Linked DNA regions of Mus musculus: region 2 is linked to region 1. Evidence: chromatin contacts called from public HiChIP or PLAC-seq data. All regions are on one chromosome and are shown on one strand. Each heading gives the region's core, a stretch centred on a gene start, on an enhancer-like site or on the middle of the called end of the contact. The rest is flanking DNA. Distances are from core to core; before and after follow the strand shown. Region 1 overlaps Atp13a3 (ATPase type 13A3). Region 2 overlaps Tmem44 (transmembrane protein 44).

What was found. HiChIP or PLAC-seq counts read pairs in DNA pulled down with a chosen protein or histone mark.
Region 2: an H3K27ac HiChIP or PLAC-seq map of trophoblast stem cells shows a contact between it and region 1, with 16 read pairs. The contact joins two enhancer-like sites. A contact is called at or near these places in 3 of 15 datasets of contacts at CTCF or cohesin (the NIH/3T3 cell line, large pre-B cells and pro-B cells), 5 of 484 Hi-C or Micro-C datasets (the G1E-ER4 cell line, bone marrow-derived macrophages, cortical neurons and 2 more), 25 of 115 datasets of contacts at active chromatin or transcription factors (the 230-238 cell line, CD4 single positive thymocytes, the NIH/3T3 cell line and 13 more) and 3 of 9 other capture datasets (adipose tissue, liver and pancreatic islet).

Annotation. Positions count from the first base shown.
Region 1 is chr16:30,326,203-30,334,074 of GRCm38.p6, reverse strand. It overlaps Atp13a3 (ATPase type 13A3), which reads left to right. Exons shown (of 34, transcript NM_001128096.1): 29 at 148-316; 30 at 1,689-1,876; 31 at 5,031-5,119. Among named protein-coding and RNA genes, the nearest start is that of Gp5, 19 kb to the right of the region's middle. Within about 2 kb of position 2,659, at least 4 of the 459 cell types and tissues checked have an H3K27ac peak or open chromatin away from gene starts, as enhancers often do. A contact at or near this core is called in trophoblast stem cells, where this site is marked.
Region 2 is chr16:30,507,443-30,515,314 of GRCm38.p6, reverse strand. It overlaps Tmem44 (transmembrane protein 44), which reads left to right. Exons shown (of 11, transcript NM_001384248.1): 11 at 493-3,460. The coding sequence ends at 600. Among named protein-coding and RNA genes, the nearest start is that of Gm52252, 8.8 kb to the left of the region's middle. Within about 2 kb of position 4,649, at least 403 of the 459 cell types and tissues checked have an H3K27ac peak or open chromatin away from gene starts, as enhancers often do. A contact at or near this core is called in trophoblast stem cells, where this site is marked.

The DNA.
Region 1 (7,872 bases), core at 1,410-3,909:
AGGCATTTTTGAAATTAGAATTCTGAAAATTCGTTTACTTTTATAGATTATTTTAAAATGTATGAAAATTCTCACTTCCAAGAGTATTTAATTATGTCTTAGTAAGAAATTTAGATACAATTTTTTGTCCTTTCCTTTCAAATATAGTGAGTTTAAATCCTGCCTGGAAAGAGCTTGTGGCACAGAGACCACCTTCAGGCCTTATATCTGGGGCGCTCCTCTTCTCCGTCTTGTCTCAGATTGTGATCTCCGTTGGATTTCAGTCGCTGGGTTTTTTCTGGGTCAAGCAGTATAAAGTGTGCGATCCAAATTCAGAGTGAGTTGGTCGATCCATTGTAACAATTGTATAAGGTGACTATAAAAAGATGAGCCTTGAAATGTGTATAGAACTTGCAGCTTTTTTAAACACCTCAATAATTTTGTCTTTTTGTCATGATGACTTCTGTCTTTAGGAAAGAGTGTCTTAATTTTCTGTTCATCAGTACCACAGCCAAGTTATAAGGAAAAGGGCTTCGTCTTACCTCTGGATTGAGAAACTCATACTGTCTTTTTTGACGGTAGTGTTTCTAGCAGATGTTTCTAGACATCACACATTGAGAGACCTATTCTGATATGCTCCCCATTTCTCCATTATTACATGAATGAATTAATCTACCCATGGGGGCAGAACTCCAATCACCTCTTAAGTTCTCACCCAGTCTCTGCTTTTGCCTCTCAATGAGGATTAAATTTGAGTATAAACTATAGAAGACCATAGTAGAAAGTATCTAGGCAAAGAACCTGAATTTGCTTCTGAGACTTGCTTATCTCTAAAATGAGAAAAATTAGCATCAGGGTTCAGGAAGACCCTGATATAGTATAATGCTTCTAGGTTTTCTATTTCCAAGTTGAAGAAACACTTTTATTAAACATCATTTTAAAACATCCTGAAAGAATGTTACGTATTTACATATGAAGTCTTCTACTGGTTACAAACTGTAATGAATTAAATAAATGTGGATAATTTTGTCAACTCTTCAGTTGTGAATATTTTAATTTGCTTGATTGAGATTATCATTAACATTTTTAGCAAATTAAAAAAAACAACATAGTTTTCTTAAATGTATATAGGCATTGCCCATGCAAAGGAATGGACAAAATTGTTTTGAATCTTAGTGTCCATTTATAGAGGTTTAACATCTGTGTTTGTTGCAGTAACATTACTAATTATGTATGCCCCACAGTACTGTATACTTAGAAAAGGAGGGCAAGCCCTGACTAGCAAACATTGAAGGTTATCTTGTTGTCAGGGCTTGGCTACATATTAGCACAAGTCATCCTACAGTATAACCCCAGAGAAGTATGAGCCCTAGGTAAAGAAGTACAGTCACATGCATTAAGTAAGATAGTGTATCCCCGGTTAGCATGGGGTAGGTAGTACTACATTAAAGACAGACTTGTGGTCTGTTTACATTCACTCTGCTAAAATTCCAAATATGTTTTAAAATTATTTGATTATAATTTTAACTGATTATAATCTATAGCTGAAGGGTAAAGAATAACCTTCTGTGTATCCTCTGTGTTGCTGCACCTTTTGCTATGAATAGCATTTTACTTCTTTGTATTGTAATGATTTAAGGCATCTAAAATAACATTGGCCCCTTGGGAATATGCTGCTGTGTTCTTAATGGGATCTTTGTGTGTTCCAGTGTTTGTAATACAACAAGAAGCGCATGTTGGAACTCGTCACACTTATACAATGGGACTGAACTCGATTCGTGTAAAATACAAAATTATGAAAATACCACAGTATTTTTTATCTCCAGTTTCCAGTACCTCACAGTGGCGGTTGCCTTTTCAAAAGGAAAACCATTCAGGCAGCCTTGCTACAAGAATTGTAAGTGTGACATCATGATTTCCACCTTTCTCTTCCTTTACAACATTACAGAAAAGAAACCTGATCTTGGCAACATGCCAGCAATCCTACTTAGCCACATACATAGCCAGACCCTTCTCAAAAACAAAACTTAAGGGAAAAAAAAAAAAGGAATAAGTGAATTTAACTGGCAATTCTTTCATGGAGAGGCAGGTGTTTAATGTTTGGAATATTTACTGTCTTGTCACTTTCATGACCATTCCCACTCTTACGTTTAGATGATTCTGGTTTTCATAGCCTGTTACTTTGGGCCCCTTTTCTTTCTTTGAGTGAGTCCAGAGAATTGGGATTGGAAGCAGGGACCTGTAGGAGGCTCTGGGGAGACAGTAGGTGTGCTTTCCTCTTGAGTGTTCTTCACAGTATAGCTGCCTTACCCCTTACACTGTTGTCAAGGTCAGGGTCTGTAGAATTTCTAATTTTAATCACTTTTGCTCCCCATTGCAGAAGTGACCAACAGATTAGAGTTCTGTGTCTCTCTATGGGTTTCAATACAAATATCCAAAATTTTAGCTTTATAGACAAAACTTGGTTCGACATGTAAGTTGCTAGCTTTTGAAAGTAGAAATGGGAACAGTGAAATGGCTCTGAAGGCCACCTGTCCTGCCAGAAAAGCTTGACCTGAGTTCAGTCCTTAGAACATGTAAGTAAAACTGCAAAAAGAGACTGAGCTACATACACACAGATGCCTGTGACTTCCACATATATCCATGGTGTGTGTGCCAGTTGACACACAGTAATAATAATTTTAAAAATTGAAAACATTAGTTGATAATGGCTTTTGCAGTGTCATGGAGGAAGTGACAAGTGTTTGTGTGTAGCTGTGAAGAAATGTCATTGTTGAAGTCAAATGCCAGGACTAGATTTTAGACATCAGATGAGTAATACTCATTGGAATCTCATTCTCATTCTGGATTTGAGAAGCATTTCCACATGCATGGGTCCTCTCTGACCATATGCGCATGTGTGAACAGGTTAACATCGAAATAGGTCTTACTGGTAATTTTTCTGTTTTAGATATTTATGAACATTCATGTTACTTTGTAACTGTAACTGTTACGGAGATCTACTAGAAGCACGCCATGCTGCTTAGAACACTTTATAATATAACTAATGCTAACGTACTGAAAAGGTGAACCTTTTTGGAGGGGGTGAGTGGAGGCAATATTAGGGCTTAAACCCTAGGGACTCCCACCACAAGCTAGGTACCTATCATTGAACTATATCCCCAAGTCTCCTCGCTGTGGTGTAGCTTATGTAGGTTAGGCTGTGTAACTGAGCTTACTCGGAGCTTGTGCTAGGACTGCAGATGTTTGCAATCCTAGCACACATGTAACACTAGGGAGCTACCCTGGGCATAACACTTGCTGGGTAAAGCACTCTTGCAACTGAGCCACATCCCCAGCCCTTCCTTACTTAACTTTTCTTCTTTTTAATTAATATTATATGTGGAAGATAGATGACACCTTTTGGAGTCAGCTCTCTTCCATCTTTTACATGAGAGTCAGATTAGACTCAGGTCACCAGGCTTTGCAGCAAATGCCTTTACTCGCTACTTTTCCTTAGCAGATTTTGTACTTATAATTCTCCTGCCTCATTCTCCTGAATTTTGAGATTGAAGATAGAGTGCTGTGTCCAGAAACAATAGTTTTCTTTTCTTTTTTCTCTATTTTGATTTTCTCTATAGTTATGAAGAAACCTAGCCCCCAGGTTGGTATCAAATTAGGAAAATTAGCTGTAGTGATCTAAGAATACATTCTACCCTATCTATACTTACACTTTCGTGAGTGAGTGAGTGAGTGAGTGAGTGAGTGAGTGAGTGAGTGACACGTCAAGCAGGGACAGTTGTAGGGGTGAACTCAGGAATGTACAGATTTCCAGGCAAGTACTCTACCATAGAGCCATACCTAGGTTTGTTTTTGTTTTGTTTTGGCAGAGCTGGGTTTAAAAGTGTGTGCCCCCAACCCCGCCACCACCTTGCTCAGTTTTAAGCTACTTGTTTTAAAAGTACATCTTTTACATGATTGGGAGACTTCAAATTTATCTTCTCATTTAGTTTTCAGTTGATTCAAATAAGCACTTTATTGTTGACAGTGGCACTGATTTAAGTATACTAAACTATTTCAGCAGAGATATCATAAAAACACTTTATTTCCTGTAAGCTTTGTTCCTGCAGAGGGTATAGAGGAACCAATATAGTTGGCCATATATTTCTGCTAGTTTCTCTGTTTTCCTGTTAGTACTATAGATTGCCAGTGAAAGTCTTAGAACAGTTCTTTGCTAAGGCTATTCAGTTGTTCTCTAGATCTAATCAGTGTAATATATTATTATACTTAATTTGAGATTTTTGTCTGTACTGTTATTAATATTTGTCTTGGGTGTAGAGGCAATCTTTCTAGAGTGATATTCGCTTCTAAAATTAAACCTACTATCAGTGTAGCTTCAGTTTTCAACCTTAGTTGTTATATATGCATAATTGTGTTTGTGCTTCCATTTCAAGTATCATGATGGTTCACACTTAAGTCTCAGCTATCATTTCTCACCAGACTTTGCTTCTTTGTTTGAGGCAGGGATCTGTAGCTGAGGGGGGCATTGACCCTCTGATCTTTTACCTCCAAAGTTGTGGCTTTGAAGCTGTTACCACTATGCCTGGTAGTTTCAGTTTTGTCACAGAAACTGGTTGGATTTTTTGGTCCTTGTGGAATTTGGTTTGTTTGTTTGTTTGTAAAATCCAACTTCTGTCTTTGCCTGTGAAGATGTTATTACTAAATTTAGTGGTCAGAGTTTCGCTATGTGTTCCTGGCTAGCCTGGAACTCAAGATCTGTCCACATCTGGAATGCTGGGATTAAAGCATATGCCACCATTATCTGACATATATTTAAGGTTGAAGGGAATAGATTTAAATGTATCTAATAAATCTGGAGGCGGAAGAGGAGGAGGCTATGCAGGATGTCTTATACTGTAGGTAATAACAGTATATGCTTTTTATATTTCATGAACTTAAATAGAGGTATTCAAACCAAATTGTATGTTTGAAGTATTTGTATGCTTCTTGGTGTTTGGCACTTTTTAATTTAAGGGAAATGCCTAATTTTATTGTTTGCTTTTCTTTTCCAGATTTTTTTGTTATATCTGTGATTATTTTGTATGTTTTCATATTATTCATCATGTTGCATCCAGTTGCCTCTGTTGACCAGGTTCTTGAGGTAAGGCTAAGCACTTCATTCATTACTTGTCATGGTTGATGGGAACTGGGAAACAGTAGTAAGACATTGATAGAAAGAAAGTCATTATTAGTATCATGTGGAGTGTAGACAGCTAAATAAAGATTAAATAAACTACCTTTATTTTTTCCAGTATTGCTTCTTTCCCTATATCTAATATATAGTTGTATTTACCAAAAGACACTCTAAAAGAATGGGCATAGTTAAAGTAGATTTTATTGATTGATTATACCTGTGCAGTTCATTGACCCATCCTTTCCCATGTGTCTTCTGTGGTACATCTGTGATGTATCAGTTCCCAAGTGTGGACTTTGTGACTTTCATCCTGTTGGGAGCTTTATATTTTGTGTTTTGAGTTCTCTTTTATCTTTTTTCTTTGGTAGTATCAGATTGTCCAAATTATTATGACTTTGTTAGGAGTCTTTATGTATTTCAGATCAGGACTTATGCTGCAGCCTCTTGTTGAATCATCAAGATAGTTTTATCTATTGGGTATTTCTTTTTAAATTTTAGATTGGGCTTGTTGGGACCCAGGAAAAGCACTTAGGGTTAGAGTTGAAATGCTCAATAAATTCAGAATACAATCAGTTCCCTTTTCTGTGAGCAATACCTGTTTTTCATGTTGTGTTAGTTACTTCTCTCGTTCCCATGAATAACTGATGAGGAAAGACTTATTTTGGTGCACTGCTGAGAGATACTGTCTTGTCAGGGTAGGTGATGAGTACTAGTAGAAGTTTGAGGCAGTTGGTCACATTGCATTGGCAGTCAGGAAGCAGAGAGAGGCTCTGTGCTGACTGCTTTGGACACTGGCCAAAGAAGTTTCTTGGACCAAGATTGAGAGCAGCCCTATTCAGTGGAAATAGACATATTTAGAAGGCTCACATCCATTTATTCAAAACAGTAGGATTAAATTCCCCCTAGGGATTGTGACCTGGCCAAGCCATGGACCAGGTTTACAGCCATCAAGTTTGCAGTGAGATCTGCCCTATAGAGTAAGCCTGAAATCTACTCAGAGTAGTTGGTTACCCCAAAACCTTTGTGTACTAACTAGTACATAAATCTTTGCATTCCAGGTCCACTGCTGAATTTTCAGATCAGTTTCAGCTTGATTTCTTTGTGTTAAAATTGAAGTGTTGTATCTTCAGCAGTTGAGTCTTCTAGCTGTGGTGAATGAGCAGTGGTTGTAGTCTGTGTTGGTGGAGGGACCTCTAGGGAAATAGCCCGCACCTGACACTGAGAATATCATATATTTTATGTCTTCTGGAGGAAGCAGTGTTCACCTCTGCATGGTACTTCATTCAAACCCATTTTTTTCTTAAAAACAAAACATATATATGTTAAAGACAGTTGTGAACTTTCATGTGGGGTTCTGGGACCTGAAGCTCCAAGAGCAGCAAGTGCCCTCAACTGCTGAGCCATTTCTCCAGTTTCTGTAGGTTATGTATATTGTTAATTAGCTTACAAAGAGTAGATGTCCATAAGGCTATTTTCTTAGCTCACCCCTAACTCCCTCTTCCTCCCCATCTCCCTACCCCTGCTGAAACCTTTAACCACTAATATTATTTCCCACTACTTTCACATTACATATGTTCCACTACCTCCATTCCCTATAAGGCCCCCTTCTTCTTCCTGACCCCACTAAAATTTGAAGGTGGAATCCACATATAAGTGAAAACATGTATTTGTCTTTCTGAGCCTGCATTGCTGCACTTACTATAGTTTTTTCCAGTTCCATCCATTTTTCTGGAGATGACATAATTATTCTTTATAGCTGAGTAAATTCCATTGTATGTATACAGCACATTTTCATTATCCATTCCTCATTTTATGAGCATCTAGGCTGATTTCATTTCCTAGTTATTATGATAACAAGAGCAGTGACTGTGTGGATATCCCTGTGATAGGATATAAAATCCTTGGAAGTTTCCAGGAATAAGATTGCTGGGATCATGGTAATTTCTGTTTTTTAGCTTTCCAAAGAGGCTGCACCAATACATACTTCTCCAACAGTGAATTAAGGGTTCTTTTCCCACTTCCTCACCAGCATTTGATGTCATTTGTTTTCTTGATGGTAGCTTTTCTGACTAGGTGAGATGGAATCTCAAAGCCGCTTCAATTTGTATTTTCCTAGTGGCTAATGGTGTTGAGTGCTTTTTAAATGGTGACTGGCTTTTTTTTTTTTTTCCTTAAGAAGTCTTTACTCTTTTTTTTTTTATACAATTTTTTATTAGATATTTTCTTCATTTACATTTCAAATGCTATCCTGAATGCTCAGTTCCTTTTTGTTGTTAATTTTGTTTTGGTTTAGTTTTGTTGTTTGTTTTGGTTTGGTTTTTTTTTTTTTGTTTTTGGTTTTTTTGGGGGGAGCTGTTTTCTTTAAGTTTCAAGTTCTTTGTATATTCTGAACATCCTCTGTTGGATGTATACTTAGCAAAGATTTTCTCCCATTCTATAGGTTGCCCTCTTGATAGACAAAGTTTTGGTTTTGGTTTTAGGTTTTGTTGTTGCTGCTGATAAACAAAAGATTTTTAATTTAATGTGATCCTATTTGTCTGCTGTTGGTCTTATTTTCTGCCTGAACAGTCAGAGTCCTATTCACAAAGTCCTTCCCTGTACCAATATCTTAATGTATACTCTACTTTTGTTTGTTTGTTTACATTTGAGAGTTCTAGGTCCTATGCTAAGGTTCTTCATTTATTTGGAATTGGGATAAGGAACTTAGTTTAATTCTACAT
Region 2 (7,872 bases), core at 3,400-5,899, 180 kb before region 1:
GCGTAAAGCTTGCTGCTGGAGGAGTCGTCCCCTTGGGCTGCAAAGAGAGCCAAGTTGGCCTGTTCTTGTCCAGGAGTGTTTCCAGGAGGAGATTTCAGAACAGAGATTGGTGAGGGAAGAGATGGGGGAGATGGAAAGGGAGGCGGAGTTACTCTGTTCAAGGTGGTTGTTCTGTCAGTCCTTGACTGAAAGCTAAGCTGTGTGGAGCGGAGATAACAGCGTGAGGGCAGGAGACTTAACTGAGTGCTACGACATTTGCCTCGCATGCTCAAAGTCCTGGGATCCATCCCCCACAACACTAAAGTTAATAAAGCTATATTCTCTCTCGAGATCCTAGCACACAGGCCTGGCTAGCTTGTGCTTACAGATTTTTTCTTGTGTTTTCTGGGGTCATAAGACCCAGGATTTGGGGCATTACTTGGGGATGGCTGGGCTATAAAAGTTGGAAAGGATCTGTCACAGCAAGATAGCTTTTCTGTCTTTTCTCCACAGTGGGACCCTGAAGATGTCAACCTTGAAAGGAAAAAGGACGGGGAACTCCTTAGAGTGCAGGTGCGCAGGGCCTCTTTGAGCCCCGTGGATTTGGCCTCTGATGACTAACATCTTCGGGAGCCAAGCCATCAGCTCGGAACTCAAAGTCGGGAGTCTGTCAGTGACTAGATGGGGACCAACCTATGAGGCCACCCAGGTCAGGAATGGAAGCTGCTACAGACACTCCTCAGGGAGTGAGGAGCCCTGACCTGTCACCTAGCATGGCTAGTCTACACCATAGCTCAAAATGGAGCTGGGGACCCTGGGGACAGATCTACACATGCCCAGTTCACAGAAGAGCCTGTTTGTAAAGATGAGCTTTCTTCCAAATGACAGGGGATCTAGTCCCACGCGATTCAAACATAAATATTGTTTGCTTAACAATGGGATCGAACTCACCAAGAGCTACCATTTGGACCTCAGCGGAATGCATTCTTCAAGACTCCCCTAAGCCCAGGTGGAAGAGTGGGTCCACCAGCTCGGAGACCTGGGTAGATGTACAGGAACTGGCTTCTGCCATCCAGTTAACAGATCGTTGGCAGGACAAAGGCAACTACCGCCTGCTCTGGAGCAGCAGGACTCCCTCCAGGCTGGCAAAATGTATGCTGAGGCTGGGTGACGGGGTCTCACGTGCTTTATCGGGTAGCAGAAAGCGTGCTTTGCATACGGACACAACTCGAAGTGCACTTCCATCCTTGGACAGGCGATTTGAGGATGATTTTAATAACGTGACCACGAGTGAGGGAATGAGTAAAGGGAATGAGGCCAGGCAGGAGCGAGCACTGGGGGTGAATAAATTTTGACCGAATGAGTTAAAACCGTCTCACGGTGGAGAACAGGAGTCAGCCTGAAGCCCAGCACAGAGGGCTGCCACGAGGGGACCTGGGAACAATGCCAAGGCATACAACTCTGCCCGCAGCTGGCCCATGACCCATCTGTGACTCAGCCGCAGCTGCCCAGTTTCTCCTGAGGGCAAGTCCCAACAGTGTGACGACTGGGGTGCCAGTGGAGATTGGTTGGTCATGCAGGTTTCTGCATGGTTCCTAAGCCCTTGGGTGACCTCTAAACTGGAATTCAAAGCCACTTTATCTGCTCTGGGCTCTCGGCTCTCTTGTGAGGTGGCTTGCTTAAGTCAGCTCTGCTCTGTCGTCTTACCCACTGAAACCACTGTGAGGAGTGGACCATGGGGGGATGTGGTGAAGTGGAACACTCCAGCCCGGAACATTCAAATCTAGAGGCAGGGAAGGGTGGAGATCTAGTCAAGGAAGGAGAAACCTGACGTGGCCGGCATGACTGGTGTGACATGGTTTTGTAAGGAGAGAGCTGGAAAAGAGCGGGCTGTGGAGGTTAGGGGGCTAGTGCTGAGCCCTGTAGCCAGGCAGGACACCAAAGCAGGAAGGTGACCGACTTGCTCACGCAGACTACAATTAGTGAGTTCCTCACCCCTGACTTTTCAAGAAGCAGAAATGTGGTCAAGGGTACAGAGTAAACATGAGACACGTGCTTCAAGTACGTTCCTTAAACAAACAAACAAACAAAACCAGGGACTGTAAGAGGCCAAGATAACCTCAAAATCATGGCCTTCCTACCTGGCAGCATTGCAAGTGCTGGGATTGCAGGCCCCAGCAGCCGTGCCCAGTCTTTCACTTTACAGATGAGGACACACGTTTAAATACAGTATCCAAAGTATCAGCCTCACAAGTAGAAGTGGCCATAATCCATGATAATGAAGGCCCTGCTTAAACTCCTGGAGTCTGAGGTATGTTACCTGCCAGAGACGTCTGGGTGATTTAAGGAGAGCTCTTGTTACTAAGTTGTCTTAAAAGTTTGCCTGGAGGGCTGCGGCTTAGCTGGGCGAATGCTTTCCTAACACGTGCAAGGCCCTGGCTTGCAGTGCAGCATAAGGGGTAGGATGATAGACACCCGGAGTCTGGGAAGTGGAGGCAGCAGGATTAGAAGTTCAAGGTCATCTATCTTTAGCTCTGTAGCAAAGGTTGGCATGAGATATATGAGACCCTGGAGGTGGGGGGAGAGAACAACTGTGCAGACCTTGAAGAACTAATCCCCTTAAATCCATCCAGTCACTCCAGGAAGAGGTCATGAGGACCATCTGATGATCTATGCACTGCTGTTACACTGAGAAATGAGTTACTAGTTTGGGAAGCTCTGGGTGGAGGAAGGGGCGTGGCTGGTCTCCTGTGCCGGGCCTGAATAAGTGTGCCGCCCTTTCCCTGCTGAGTCATGGTTTTCCCTGTCTTTAACAAGAAAGGCCAAGCCTAGTGGCTCACACTTTTTGGGAAGCTGGGACAGGAGGGCTTCCACAAGTTAAAGGTCAGCCTGGCTACTAAGACCCAGTCTCAAAAGACCCACAAACCAGGCTGGGTGTGGTGGCTCATTCCTTTAATACCAGTATCTGGGAGAGAGAGAGGCAGAAGGATCTCTGAGTTCAAGGCCAGCCTGGTGTACAGAGTTCCAGGTGAGTTCCAGGACAGCCAGGGCAACATAGTGAGACCCTGTCTCAAACAAAACAAAAAACAACCACCACTGAGCTGGGGATATAACTACAGGTCGATGGTAGAGCACTTCCCTAACATGCAGGAGCCCTTGGGTTCCATCCCCATCGTGAAAATAGACTTCCTTTTTTCTCTCATAACTATGCCAGTCAGCAGTTCACACGTAAGACTAACATCTCTACACACATCCAGAAAGACACGCTACATGAAGGTAAATTTCATATACACCTTGAAAATCTGTTTCAATTTATTTACTTATTATTATTTTTTAATTAATTGGTTGGTTGGTTCTCCTGAGCCTGGGTTTCTCTGTGTAGCCCTGACTGTCCTGGAACTTGTTCTATATGGCCTCGAGTACTGAGGTCCGCCTGCCTCTGCCTCCCAAGCGTCCTTGGATTAAAGGCGTTCGCCACCAATGCCTGGTTTATTTTTGTTGTTTTTAACAACTTGTGTATGTTGCGCCTGCACTTTCAGAGCGTGTATGGTGGTCCAAGTGACACTTGGCAGGTATCAGTTCTCTTTTTCTACCATGTGGGGTCTGGGCAGCAAGCAGCTTTACCACTCCTCCACCCCCCACCCACCCACACACAATCTGCTTACATTTTATTACCTGTTTGAGATAAATACTCTAGGGGTAAAATATAGCTGAGTGGATCAGCAATACTTAACACGCACAAGACCCCGGGTTCCATTTCTAGCATCAAAAAAGGAGCAGAACCTTCAGGACACTTCCCAAGTTCCCTGCGTGTTCTTTTTCCACTCCTTCACTTTTGCCTGGGCAGACACTTAACTCTCTTCCACCCTCTCATCTTTTTCTGCTTACAACAAGCCCAGAATTAAAAGGCCATCCATGGGCAGAGGGGGTTCTGCTTACAACAAACCCGGATGTGCTGAAGTGTTCAAAGCTCTTCCTTTAATTAGTGAGAGATGGTCTCTGACAAGTTCAAGACTGGTGCTAGCTCAACCGATCCAGAGAACGCCTAATAAGGAAGGCTGGTGGTCTGATGGCACCGGCCTGTGATCCCAGTTATTCCAGACCGAGACAGGAGGCTGGCTGGCAAGATCCTCGGGCTACAGAATAGCATCGGTCATTTTTGCAAAACTCGGTCTCAACGGTGCAATTTTTTTTTTTTTAAAGAAAAAAATCAAGTGGAATGGATGCTCAGAGGCAAAGCGCGTGGCTGAAACACGTCATGCTCTCATTTCTATCGCCAGAACCGAAGAATGTCTGCCTAATCTGCTTTCTTTTTGCCTTAAATCTGACAGCCAAATACGGCTCCAAACATTTGGGACTACGGTTTCTGAGCAGGGCAGGTCATTAAACTCCTAGGATCCTATTCCAGTCGCACGGGAACACTGCGGGCAGCGGCCGCCGTTGATGGCGGAGGCCGGGGCATTTCTTCGTACTCCGCAGGGTATGGCTAAGAGGCCGGTCTCTCCCTCCGAGTCGTTGCCCCCTCTTCTGACTCCGAAGCTCACCCTCGACGGCCCTGGGGGATAGCAAGTAGCGTTCTCCAGCAGCCGAGCCACACAAAGCTGGCCTGAGTCAGGATAACAACTCCATTTGGGGCACTTCCGGGATGCGGGGGAGGGGAAGCGGCCGGCGCATGCGCAACATGCAGCCACCCCCTGAGAGCAGCGCAGGCTCTGCCCGTTGGACCCTAGCTCCTGGCCTCCTCTGCCTGGGCACCTCTGACTTAAGTGTCTCCCCAGTGGGGGTCGGGGGAGGGAGGTGTTAAAAGATCGTTATAAGGCTATTGTGTATATTTGTGACTTAGATATAGTATAAGCAATATTCTGTGTGTTTGCGACTGACCAATAGCCCAAAGCTGCACTGCAAACCATTCTACCTAAGTGCATTCAACTTTTTTACAAGACAAAAATGCAGGTGCACGATTTAACTAAAGAAAATCAGATCGTGCCAAAGTTTATAAGGAAAACAACGGCGCTCTGCCCACACATCCGCAACTGCTTCACTTTCAGCTTCCTTTGTTTTGCCTCCAGCGACAGATTGCTCGTGCCTTTGCACAATGTCAAAATGTATTAACAGTAAATTCAAAAGCTACTTGGAAGTCTAGATTTCCCTTGGTAAGAGACAATCGGCAAACACAAGTTCTTTTATCTGGATCTTAATTGCTAATACTAACTCTCAGACCACACACCCATACCACCTTGTAATTGTATGAATATTGTCTGTCTGGGTTACACAACAGCTACAACCTGTGAAAGGAAGGGGGCAGAGTCAGAGGTTTTACTGGGGGCAGAGACAGATAGCTTTACAAATGCAGTTATGGCAGGTGATATATAGATGCTAAGATATATAAATATATAAGATATATAGTCTGGACGTTAGGCTAGAGACAGAGAGTCAAGCTGTAGGGTCACAGGGTACAGCCTCACTGCAGAGGCTCAGCTCAGAACTATGGAGTCAAGGTGAAGGCCCTGATCTGGACAGATGAGCAGATAGACTGACAATGGAAATTCTAGCAGTGGAGACTGAGCTGAGCGAGGACTCTGGGAACAGTAAACACTTGGGTGGCAGCTGAACAGTGGTGGTGCATACCTTGAACTCCGGAGGAAGAGTTAGTTCCTGGACAGCCAGGACTACGCAGGAATCCTGTGGCAGCCCTGGTAGAGAGGTGATTGGCATTGCCCGTGGGGTGTCCTTTTATGTAATCTGGGTGAGGGTGGTGCGTACTCGGTTGGTCTAGTGTGTTTCACAGTTACTGGGCCTGGTTTTCCAGATAAGGACGTCATTACACCCAAGTGTGATTCCTACACTCCTAACTTACTTTAACGTTGCAGAAGTGATGGGTTTTGACTTTTAGGACTAAGTTCTTAAGTCTGTGCCTTGTGGGTGTTGCCGGGCGCATGCTGGTGTTCTCGTGAACAGCAAGGCACAGAGTCACCCCTCCGAATGGAGCCCAACGATGTTTGGGCAAGTGGAGCTACACATGGCATGGCAAGGCTCAGCCTGGAAGCCACACTGTGGTGTGACCCAGAGCACAGCATCATCTCCACTCATGCACCTTACAGGCTAGCACAGCACGGCTTAGCTTCAAGCCCAGCGTCAACCTGCTTTCCAGCCACAACTGTCAAGGCTGTACAGATTGCCTCTAGCTTCCATTAAGCGCAGGTTGGGAGTCACAGTCGTTAGACAGGGACGTTGGAAAACAGACAAGTAGAAACAACCGGCTACGCATTCGGAATCGCTGTGGAGGCTTCGTACCAGGACCCTGGTTATTCCCAACTAGACCCCAGCTTCTGAGTTCCTAGGTCACATAAGACCTGAGCACCCTCTGACCATCATCAGCTTTTGGCCCAGCCTGGCAATCTCTGCTGCTCTGTCCCGAACTGGATGGTTTTCCTCCATCCTTCTCATCCTGCAAGTGTCCAGTACATGGAGCCTTTCCGTGCAAGCCAGGGGATCCTCTAAGGCCACAACCAAAACAGAAGCTCACAGACACTTGTCACCACCCTGATGTCCCAGGATGCCTGGCTGCATATGACAAGAGCCAGTTCTCAGGTTCTGGAGGCTCTGACTAGCTTGCACCACTTCTTCTTCTTCTCCTTCTTCTCCTTCTTCTTCTTCTTCTTCTCCTTCTTCTTCTTCTTCTTCTTCTTCTTCTTCTTCTTCTTCTTCTTCTTCTTCTTCTTCTTCTTCTTCTTTTTTTTTTTTTTTTTGATTTTTCGAGACAGGGTTTCTCTATATAGCCCTGGCTGTCCTGGTACTCACTTTGTAGACCAGGCTGTCCTCGAGCTCAGAAATCCTCCTGCCTCTGCCTCCCGAGTGCTGGGATTAAAGGTGTGCACCACCACGCCCGGCTGGCTTGCACTTCTTAGTGAATGTGTATTCCCTGAAGTTCCGATACTCAGTTACAGCTCTGAACATCGTCCCTGATGATTTCCTAGGTCTGGACAGGGCTGTGTGATTCTAGCTTCTCAAATGATTGTCTTACAGGCAACCTAGGGACCCTGAGAGACACTGTATTCTCAGGACATTTTTCACTTGTTTGTTTGTGCCACAGGATCTTGCTGAATAGCTGGGCCTGTGGCTTTCTATATCAGTCAGGCTAGCTTGGAAGTCAGTTCTTCTGTCTCAGTCACCCGAGTTTGGGGACTATAGGAATAGTCATACTTCACCAGATAATCCCTCTTAAGCTACTCGGAATGAACCCCTGGCTCAATCCTTAGCACTTTGGGGTAGGATGCAAAATTACCTAATAGGGAAGATTAACAATTGTACTTCAATGAAGACATGATATTTTGCATTAAACTTTAAAAAAAAACCCATAAAGCATGCCAGGTGTGTTGGTGTACACCTTTAGTTCTGATTCTCAGGGGGCAAAGGCCGGTGGGTCTGTGAATATAAGGCCAGTCTGGCATGCATGGTGAGTTCTAGGCCAGCTAGAGTTATATAGTGAGAGTGCACCTAAACATGAAAGAAAGAAAACTGCAACTGAAGAGCACATTTAAATTACCTTGAAATCATTTGGGCTTGTACCTGAGTGGATTATCTTTTGTCCTGACATGAATCTCTAGGTTTAATTTTACTAGTTGAATTCCTCATTCTCACATGGCTTAAAACACAAAAACCAGAGCTGGACAGATGGCTCTGTGTTTGAGAACACTGGCTATTCTGGCAGAGGTCCCAGCATAAATACGGCCACTCACAGGTGTGTACCATCACCTCTGGCTCTCCCTATAGACTGGCTCTTTTCAAAGGAAGCTGTCGGAGAAAGTAAAGACTAAACAGAAGGCTTTCGGTGCTAGCCCTATTGAGAAGGCTCTCTGGGACATCAATCACACTTACTAGCAAGGCCCTAAA